Linked DNA regions of Mus musculus: regions 2 and 3 are each linked to region 1. A link is a contact called in public Hi-C data. All regions are on one chromosome and are shown on one strand. Each heading gives the region's core, a stretch centred on a gene start, on an enhancer-like site or on the middle of the called end of the contact. The rest is flanking DNA. Distances are from core to core; before and after follow the strand shown. Region 1 overlaps Gm51502 (predicted gene, 51502). Region 2 has its middle 16 kb from the start of Gm29872. Region 3 overlaps Gm29872 (a long non-coding RNA gene).

The links. Hi-C and Micro-C count contacts between places; a contact is called where the count stands out from the background.
Region 2: a contact with region 1 is called in a Hi-C map of uterus. The contact joins two enhancer-like sites. A contact is called at or near these places in 6 of 484 Hi-C or Micro-C datasets (cerebral cortex, stem cell-derived neural stem cells and uterus), 2 of 115 datasets of contacts at active chromatin or transcription factors (bone marrow-derived macrophages and embryonic limb bud) and 2 of 9 other capture datasets (embryonic tail and embryonic trunk).
Region 3: a Hi-C map of uterus shows a contact between it and region 1, with 5 times the contacts expected there. The contact joins two enhancer-like sites. A contact is called at or near these places in 4 of 484 Hi-C or Micro-C datasets (brain, cortical neurons and uterus).

What each region holds. Positions count from the first base shown.
Region 1 is chr7:136,059,054-136,062,503 of GRCm38.p6, reverse strand. All of the region lies in intron 1 of Gm51502 (predicted gene, 51502), which reads right to left. Among named protein-coding and RNA genes, the nearest start is that of Gm51502, 13 kb to the right of the region's middle. Within about 2 kb of position 1,758, at least 56 of the 459 cell types and tissues checked have an H3K27ac peak or open chromatin away from gene starts, as enhancers often do. A contact at or near this core is called in uterus, where this site is marked.
Region 2 is chr7:136,404,510-136,407,959 of GRCm38.p6, reverse strand. No RefSeq gene overlaps it. Among named protein-coding and RNA genes, the nearest start is that of Gm29872, 16 kb to the right of the region's middle. Within about 2 kb of position 1,584, at least 27 of the 459 cell types and tissues checked have an H3K27ac peak or open chromatin away from gene starts, as enhancers often do. A contact at or near this core is called in uterus, where this site is marked.
Region 3 is chr7:136,376,078-136,379,527 of GRCm38.p6, reverse strand. The region is part of intron 4 of Gm29872 (a long non-coding RNA gene); the gene reads left to right. Among named protein-coding and RNA genes, the nearest start is that of Gm29872, 13 kb to the left of the region's middle. Within about 2 kb of position 1,752, at least 30 of the 459 cell types and tissues checked have an H3K27ac peak or open chromatin away from gene starts, as enhancers often do. A contact at or near this core is called in uterus, where this site is marked.

The DNA.
Region 1 (3,450 bases), core at 509-3,008:
GTCCGCCTCTGTATTTTGATAACTAGCCACTTCTGGCAGATTCCCACTCATTCCAAACTAGCAAGCACAAAGAAATGCAGTCTTTCTCTATAAAGGTTTGTTTCATCTTTTCTTGTCTGACTTCTTTGTGTTGTGCTTTCGGGTTTTTTGGCTTTTTTTTTTTTTTCTTCAGTTTATGTTGTCTTTTCTCCACCTGTGTCTGAACACAACTTCTGTCTCCTGAAGTCATACAGCTTGTTTACCTAGAAGCTAGGTGAATCTTTGGAAGGCAGCACGCCCACAATGTTACAGAGAGTGGTACCCTAGCCCTTCTGAGGGGCAACAGCAGCCTGATAGTTTGTTTCTGTGTCAGAACAATAGTGACAAGACAGCAGAAAGCGATGCTGAGCTTCTGAGCTCCGGGCATGATCCCGGGCAGAGGCATCTGCAAAGGGTCTGAGCAGGACTTTAGGGACACACACTCTTTATTCTGATGGTTCAGGAGTTAGAGACTTACAAAATTCTCTGTAGACACCTGACCCAGCACAAGGCTCTTGGAGCTGGACACAGTTTCCTGCATAGATTCTATATTCAATCTATTTGTTTTCCAATGGCTAAGCTAAATAGGAGAACCTAAAAGACAGACCCACTCTTCTCAATGTGGAATAATTTTACTGGAAAATAATTCTCCCCACTTGGAATTGAACTTTGAGCAGAGAGATGGCCCTTGACCCCTTTGCATAAATTTCAGGTTCGAACCCCAAGCCCAGACACACTCAGCCGAAAAATCACCCAAACAAAAGCAGTCTTTAGACATCCAGAGTAGCACGCTAGCCCAACTTAGTGGTTCATGTAAAAGCAGGAGCCTCATCTTCCAGTCATCTTACTGTAGCAATCTGAAATTTTCTGACAGAGCCAATGTTTTTGTCTAGTCACTATGTTACAGGCCCTGCTTTTCTCGTACTTCACTCCATAATTTAAAAAGAGAAAAAAAAGGTATAATAATAATTCCAAAAATTAAAATTATTTTTCCTTGAACATATTAAGACAAGCACCTAGCTTCTGATTGCACAACCGTATTTCCTTCCTCTTTATAATATATAGTACTGAAATTCCAAAGGTCTCTGGTACATTTCAGCTGTCGCCTCACGTCAAAACTATAGAGTTCAGCTATAAAAGAATATAATAAATTTAACCTGACCTAACTGGGGATTTTTTTTAAAAGCAGTCTTTTTTTTTTTTTTTTTTCTTATTCTGGTTGTTGTTAATTGTGTATCTTTGAGCTAAGGTCCCTATGCCCACCTACTGATTGTATTTTGTTTGTTTTGTTTTGTTTTGTTTTTTGTTGTTTGGTATTGCCAGTGTACAATTGTGAAATTACCAAGGCTTAAATGAGAGCACTCACAGGGACTTTGAAGTGAAGTGGAGCCTTGGTAGAAAACACAATGCTAAGGGAAACTTGAAACCGGCTTCTGAAAGGCAACTCCATGGCCAGAGAACCCAGATCTGTCCAGGGCCTCTGTCTTAGAGGCCGGCCCCAGGGAATCTTCTCCAAGTGGTCTTCAAGCTGCCCCTTGGCCTCCAGGCCCTTGGGCTCCAGCCACTGGCCGTTTTGCGCTCCTGCGTGGGTGGGTGTGCGTTTCGCACAGGGAAGCAAACTAGCGCACTCGGGTTCAAATGTAATCAATGTTTTTGTTTTGCAGCTTTGTAAAATGAGTCTTTGTTAGCCGAGCTCATGTTGTTTCTCCGACACCCAAAGAAATCCCTGGCATCAGAGTGCCCCCAAAAGGCAGCCGGGGAAATGAGCCGGGGCGCTCTGACCTTTAGCGAGACAGCTAAGGTTATGCACATAACATTTGCTTGTTTACTCTGCAAAATAAGCAACGAGTTGGAAACTCCGAGCCTCTGCCCGCGCGTCCACGCACTTAAAAACACAACAACACGAACCAGGCTGCCGGGCTTCCCAGCTCGGCTGTACAGCGGCTGTTATCTGCTTTGCTCGCTTCTAGCCCGATGCAACTTTAATAACAGGAGCCAAGACTGCTCAGAAAATCACAGCTGTAGCTGGAGGCCAAAAAAAAAAAAAAAAAAAAAAGAAAGAAAAAGAAAAAGAAAAAAGAAAAAAAAGAAAGAAAAAAAAAGAAAATAAAAAAAGAAAAGAAAGAAGAAAATCCACGAGAACGAGGCGCACCCCCCACCCAGATTCACCTAAGAGCAGGATGGCACTGGGTTGGAGGGGGCAAGGGCCACTCGATCAATAGCCGTAAAGGGCTGGTGGCCACTGGTCGTTTTGATGGATATGACTGTAAAAAAAAAAAAAATATTAAAAAAAAAAAGTCCAGATCGGTTCACAGTGGACCTCAAACCATGTCAGCTAAAACCAAAGAGACAAAAAGTGACAGCTGCGGAGAGTGCACTGCAGGCAGTCAACAGCGCCTGTGATTTATCGTTCCATCTGCCTTGCCGCTGTGAGGACAAGTTCCCCCTGATTTGGTTAAAATGAAAAGGACCTCAGAGAACGCAACGTGGGTTTTGAAAATGTGCAGAAACTTTTTTTTTTTAATTTCCTGATTTATGTCCCTTTTCCCTTTTTAGAAAGTCTGCCTGCCCAGGAGCTCAGCAGGAGTCGGGGGTATGGGGGTGTTGCACTTCCACCCTCCATTCCAGTGATGTTGGGGTGCAGGACATAATGTCCCAATCCTGGCCTCGATGGCACAGTGTGGAGACTGTAAGGACTATGGCTTGAAAGCCTCCAGGAGCTCTGAGAGGCTCTTAGACCCCAGATGCACCCAGTCCCAAAGGGACAGCAGGGCCACCAAAAGGAAATCCAGGGTTCTGAGTCTGGCTACACACTTTCTCCTCAGCTCTCCCAACCTGTGAATCCTTGGAAGGTCCTCCTTCTGCTGTCGGATTCTAATAAAAGTTTTATGCGGGTCAGCACATTTTCAACCAATTTCCCATGACAAGGCCTGTTGGTTTCGGTGGTGCGTGGATACTGGTGAGCTCTCCTGTCTCAGGGGCCCTGACCCCGGGCATGCACTTCCTGGCTGGGGGGTTTTAGGCCTCTCTTAGGTCCGACCTGGTGTCAAAAACTGGCCTGTCTTCTGTCTCAGGATGTTGGCTTTACCTCTCAAGTGTTTCCTGAATTTTTGAAAATTCTTTCTCTGGCTGCTTGTCCATTGTGGCTTAATGCTCAAAAAAATATTTACTTTTTTCTTTTAGTTTTGAGATAAAGAGGAGGGAGAGAGGAAGGGGGTGGTGAGAAGGAGGCAGGGGAGAGAGCGAGAGAGCAAGGCTTGGCAGCTACTGGATAGGAGAGCCTGCCTCCAGGGGCCAGTCTCACTCTTGGGCATGTTTCTGTCAGGCAAGGGTCAACATGTTTTACCTCTTTTTTCATTATTCAAAATAAGTACTGATGTTATGTTTTAGCTATTTAAAAGCCAGCTGCCTCGTTCATTTCAGAGACTTCTC
Region 2 (3,450 bases), core at 335-2,834, 350 kb before region 1:
CTAGTTACGATAATGGAAGCTTCAGCTTTAGCCACAGGGCAGGTCGAACATTGTACACTCTTCTCACCAAAGCAGGAAAGACAGGGGAGATGAAAATAAAAGTGGGGAGGCCAGAGTGTCGCCAGATATGCTTTTAGTTCAGACTGGGGTGGTGCCCTAGTGGGGTGCACTTCTCTCTAGTCTCACAGGGTTCAGTGTGTCACAGTGAAATGGTTTATAAGGCCAATGCCCTGGTTTGAATGTGAAATGGTCTCCTAAAATGGCTCTGTGTTGGGAAGCTCAGTGTTCAGAGAATGGTGCTGTTTTGGTGATTCTGAGAACTTTTGGAGGTAGCACTGAACTGAAGGAGGGTCACAGCATCCTTAGGAGGACTGGCCCCTTCCTGACTCTCCTGCTCTCTACTTCCTTTCTGTTGTGAAGTGAGGAAGCCCCTATACCACAGACTTCTGCCACCATGATGTTCTCCCCAAGTATAATAAAGAGGCAGGCAACCATTCGTGGAACCCTCTAAAACAGCCAATACAGATCACTGCTCACAGTTGTTCCTGACAGGCATGGTGGCACAAAGGTAACTGAGCTATGTAGTAAAGCCAAGGGAAACTACTAGAATACCACGCCAGGGAGCTTAGCCTTGTCTGCCTACAGAACCTTACCAAGCTGCCCCAAACTCAGATCCTCACGAATGGATCCAGGGTCAAGAAATTCAGATGAGTGATACTCTATGGGAAACAAAACAAAACAAAACAGAGACAAAACTGCTATACTAGATAACAAGAAACTGACAAAAGCTTATTACTGGTTAAACACAAAAGTATAGAGAAACTAAGGTGGAAAGGCTGCCCTGGAAGAGAGGAAGCTTTGGTTCTCTTAGTCCACAGGAACAACAAACAGCCCCCATATCCTGGCTCCACGCTGCCAACTTTGTAAGCACTGAGTCTCCACTCCAGCCCTCAGTGTCCTCCTTGGTACAAGTAGCATGCCCACCTCTTCACGGTACCTCTACAATCGAGGACAATAGAGTCAAATGACACAAGGTATAAATCACACTGGTGCCCAGGTCCTCTGCAACGAAGAATATTAACCTTTCGCCTGGACAGCGAGAACTGCCTTTTTTTTTTTTTTTTTTTTTTTTTTTTTTTTTTTTGGTCCGCCTCCATCAGGCCATGGTGTTCACTTTCACATTCCAGTACACAAACCCCGAGCACCTGTATTTAATTTTCACCAGGAGCACCGCTTTCGTTTCCAAGCTGCCAAACTTCCGTGCTCCTGGCCCCTACTATGTCAAAAGCGAACAGTGGCAGATTGGCATATTGAGCTATTAATAATTTGCTGTATGTGTTACAGATGTTGCATAAATGAACAGTATTCTATCACGGTTTCTTGACACTGGGGCCCTTGGGGTGGCAGGCTAAGACCCAGATCTGTCTACAACCTGCCCGTTCTGCAGGGGGGGCGGGGTGGCCCCTTGGAGCAGAATCACATTCCAGCTTGCAGAGCCAATTTTTCAGATGCTCATTCCTTCCTGTTCCTTGTTCTTCCGCTCAGCCCTCATCTGGCCACGGTGAAAAATGATGTGGTGTAATTTTTTATTCTCCGCCTGACACTCTTATGCAAGGCAACGGGCTTCAGCCGTTCCAAACTCCAAAAGGGTCAAGAAAGGAGGAATTGGAGTTTTTGGAAACAGCCCAAGAAAAACTTTCAACTTGAACCGTGTATACTCAGGAAAACAAAACTGCTAATTGTTAGCTTTCTGCTACTCTTGGGCTTCTGAAGAGCTTGCAGCATATGTTTCCCGAATATGTGCACTTTTTATATTAAAACCTGCTCTGGTCTCCAGGTGAAATGTAGATTAAATGGCCAGCTGAAGATGGACAGTGGACTTAAAATCTGACAGCAAACAGCTGTAGGATTCCTTCAACTTAATTCAAATAATGAAATCAATAGCTTATGCTACAGTTTCAAGTCCCCCCAAACGAATGTGTATGAAAAATGATGTTAATTTATCTGAGATTACTTCAGCCAAGAAATAGATTTTTCTTTGTCATTTCTGAAGGGTAGGGAATAAAAAAATTATCTGAACTATTACAAAAAAACAGTACAATGGATACTTTAGGGAGCTAATAAACAAAATCTGCTTTTGCTGTTTCGATTAATCATGGGTGCCTTGTTTACCCACTCCGTGGCCCAGACGAGTTTTGAAATGCTAATAAATGAGGTCTCCTTTTCATCCCCCAAGTTTGGAGGATCTCCTTCCAAGCACAACACATGTGTCGGCAGGCTGCCTAAGTTTTTCCTATTTCATATACACACTTTAAAAAAAATGCCACACAGCAGTGAGCCCTCTACGGAATATTCCAGCATGAGTAAAACCTGAAGGTTAGCCATCCAAGTTTAAGCCAAACCGTGCCAGATAAAATTCCAACTTAGACACGGTTCCAATTCATGCCGCTTTCAGCCTGTAACCTTCCCCAAACAGAGCAGCCAAAAGATTTAATAGTGTCACCAGTAGGGCACGCATAAATAGCAACTTTTATTGGTGACTATTCTGGAGATGTCAGGAGAACTGCAGAACGGTGCCATTTCACAGTCAGCATTCACTTGCCATATGCAGCAGGCTCTAAGAAAAGGTTTTGTCATTACAACATATTATAATTCCATGTGGAAAAGTAGTTTCACCCCTGAGACTGCTGAGGTGGTAGCTGGCAATATACATCATGGTAGTGTCAATGAATCCACACCTTCCTCCAGAAACCACCATGACCCAACGACTTATCCCCATCACTGGGCACCAGAGCTTGCTCTCAGAAGCACAAGATGGGTACCTAAAATGGTTGGTGAGATGCCTCCTGTGTGAACCAGGCACCTGGGACCTTGTAGACCAGATCATCTGGGCCTGAGATGGACCCAGGAGAATTTTGAAAGAATGGGGTCATCAAGAGTTGGCAGCTGGGTCGGAGTGGGTGTTGGGCTCCACATGTGGGCTTGTTGCTCTAAGGCAGTTTTTCAAAGGTCATTCGAAGTCCCTGCGGTGCACCTGCTATTTGCAGAAAAAAGAACACTGTACTCACAGGAGCCTTGGTTCAGGAATACCCATCATGTTCAACTTTGAAAAGTTTTTTTTTTCCAGAGATGCTGTGTGTCTGTCCTACACTCTGTGGTTAAGCAAGATCTTCCAGCCTCCAGGGAAGGCCCAGGAATAGAGGTTTGGACTCCATGGTGTGTGATGTGTTCTTGATGTTTATGCTTCCCAGAGGGAGCAGGGTGCCTCTCAAACATGGAGGCCTCTGAGACCAACCTCTCTGAAAGGCCAAGGTGGGTGGGAGGTCAAGGGTGTTCTCACCTGGACACTGCCACGCTCCAGAAGACGCCAACGCTTTCCTCTAAGCTGGTGATCTCAAAGGTCTTGAGAGAGCTTCTGCTTGGATCTCCACCCTCACTTCTAAGTGGTCC
Region 3 (3,450 bases), core at 503-3,002, 320 kb before region 1:
AGTTTCTCAGGAAAGTTGGCCATTGTAAAGCACATCAAGAAGGTTGGTGTATTGCACTTTTTTTCTGGCACATGGTCGGACAATTACACTGTGTGGGTCCTAAAGGACGCTTTAGTTCCAAGATTCTGCAGAATAGTCTCGAGTAAGTCTTTGCTATGGAGAAGTCCAAGACAAGATGTCGCTTTGCAGGGTGTAAAAGAATCCACACAAACGCAGTCGGTGTACATTATTACCTGGATGGCTCACTACAAGCCCGCTCCTGCCTGATAAACTCTATTCACCGCCCCTGAGACGGCGGAGAAGGAGCCCAGAGCCAAGAAAGCAGGGTATGGAGCCCGGAACCAAAGTCAACAGCAAAAGAAAGATCTGAAAGGAAGGACATTCTAGCTCATCCTTTAGTTTCCTTTCATGCTTTATGGCACCTTGGAAGGAACAAAAGCTTTACAGAGAAAAGGCTGTCTTGGCAGAGAACTGCTCCCTCCTCGCTGGCTTCCCTGTGTTCTCAGTTTTGCTGTTTCCCCACAGACTAACGCCAAGACGCCAGGTTGAACATTCATCTTTTCTTCCCTCCCTCCTTTTTCTCTCCTCCATTTCTTTAATAGTTCTGGCAAGATGAGCAGAAACAAATGTGACTCACTGTGCTGGGGAGGGGCAGTTGGGTATGCATAGACCGGGTTATCTCTGTCTCTCCCTCCCCGATCCTTTCTCACCTCCCTCCTCTAGCTCTTCTGCATCCTTTCTCACTCCTGATTCTTTCTCCTCTTTTACTCTCCCCTCCTCTCCTTTCCTTTCCTTCCTCCTTTTTCTGTATCCTTCCTTATTTGTCCCTTGCTCCCCTTCATTCTCCCACCCCTATCTCTGAGTTTGCCTGGCTTCTGCTCTCCTCCATTTGAAGCAGGACAGTTCTCAGAGGGAGCATTCTGGAAGACAGTCCCAGGGTGATCCCTGAAGACCCATGTCGGTTATCCCAGCAGCTCCTCAGACCCATGGCTATGCCCATCTCCAGCTGTTTCCCTGGTGCAAAGGGTCACATTTACACGTTTCTCCTGGCTGATCTCTGTTTCCTGTCTGACGTCCAGAAGCAGGTATACCAACTGGGCAGGAAGTTAGGATTGCCACACACTGCTGAATGAATCAGAAGTCCAGTCTATCAAATTGCCGATTTTTCTCAACTGGATCCAAATGAATTTCTGGATAAACAACACTTATGAAGATGTCTTTGAAGTAATTCTATTTAGAGAAACACCAGGTTTTCATTCCCCATCTCACGGTGTTTTCTGAACACTGTATTCTAATCACAGGGAAACGTTTTAGCTCTTAGGACCCGTGGAAACTCTGATAGCTGAGCTGCCAAAGAACAGGAGGGTTCCTCCACAAGCAAGCACAAAGCCAACAGTATCCATCCGGACTCTGGTGAAGTCTTTTTCCTAAGCTTGTGGGCCTGTAAAAGTACAGCTGAGAAGCATGGGGAAGCAGCGTTCTCCAGAGACTCCTTGGCACTTTCTGCTTCCGCTTGGATCAGAAATACCATGAGAACATCTCTTTCCCCTCTTGTAACATTTCAACACTCCGGGTTTCACTTGCAGATGGAGAGGAACAGAGGGAACAGAAGGGGAAGGGGAGAAAAACACAGCTGAACTTTTCTTAACCTAGAAGTTATTGCAGTTTTTACGCAAAGATGTGGGCCAGGGCCTCCTCAGCTGAAGCCAATTGTCTCGCCCTAGGAAACCGTGCAGGGATAGACTAGTCACACGGCATTCCTGCAGAAGGTAGTCATTTCCTGGAAATTTCCACATCCTGGAAGCCTTGAGTTGGGGGTGCACCTCCTGCTCCTGCCACCCCTTCATCAGCCTTGTCTGCTCCACCAGTGTCACAGAAATAAAAAATGAAGCCACCCATCCGACTAGATGCATGCTCTGTTTCTGTTGCTCATAGAGTGTGTTTCATGTCAGCTTGAGGATACATGAGTAGATGGGTTGCAAACACTAGCTGCAATCCTTCCTTCAGCCTGCAGAGAGGGAGAGCAGCTAAGCCTTTCCCTAGGCTGGGACAGGAAGATATGTGTATGCGCATGGATGTATGAGCCCGTGTTGGAGGTAACAGCAGGACATGCTTGATAAAGGCTATGGAGTTTCATTCTGTGGTTAAGACAATACATCTAGACCATGAAGATAGCCAGCCACACCACTCTGAGGATATCTGAGAAACCAACTGGGTGGATTGTGTCTTTGTGAACTTTATCTCAATTAGACAGTTGTATTAAAAGACAGAAACAGTCATAATCTTTAAAATTCTAGGATCCAGGCCTTTGCAATGGGACCTGGAAGCTCTTCCCTTGAGGAGTGGAGACCATTTCTCCATCAGCCTCTTCTGGCTGCTTTAGGACCCGTGTTGCCCATGAAATATGCAGGACTGAGACTGAAGAGACTGTGAAGTCAGTGAGCTCTCACCCTTGCAAACACAGGACCCTGATAGCTGAAGCTGTCTCCTAGCCTACACACACACACACACACACACACACACACACACACACTCACACACTCACACACACACACACTCACACACACACACACACTCACACACACACACATACACACACACTCACACACACACACTCACACACACACACTCACACACACACACACACACTCACACACTCACACACACACACTCACACAGTCACACACACACACTCACACACACACACACAGAGGAGGGGGAGGGGAAGGATGGCTTTTAAACAACATTTAAAGTAAAATTACTTAAATTTGAGAATCCATAGCAAGACAAACAGCATGTTCAGATAAGATTTGCCTTGATGCTGTGGGCTGGCACATTTGACTTCTATTGTTGTTGAAGATGATGTAATTGTGACTTAATAAGAAAAATTATTAAAAGGATTATGAGCTTTCTTGGCAAAACCCGGGGAGAAAAGGTCAACAGGAATTGCCCACCCACAAACCTCTTCTGTGTCTGCATTTAAAATGAACCTCACTGTACAAGGGGAAAAAGGAAAGGAAAACATAAAACTAGAAGCATAAACCCACAGAAAACAACCTCGTCCAAGAACCAAGTTTTTAAAAAACCTAATTTGTGTTGACTTTGTATTCTCTAGGTAGAAAGAAACTTCTCTGTGAAATGAGGACTTTGAGCTCAAACTTTTAAGGAATCCGCATGTTTGCATCAATTTTTAAAAGGTTTTATGACTAATGAACTCGGATTTCTTTTGGCATGGCATAAAATCCATTTGTACAGCTTTTAATTAAGGATGCAGCCTAGGCAATTAAAAGGAAGAGAAGGGACTACATCCAAAGTCCTAGGAGAACTCCAGTCGGAAAAATTATGGTAATGCTGTGTGTCCTGAAGCCGTCTCTGAGTGTCACAGAATGGTGAGGAATCACCCCCGCTACATGAGGACAGTCGGTGTAAGGCTAATAATTAGGAACATTT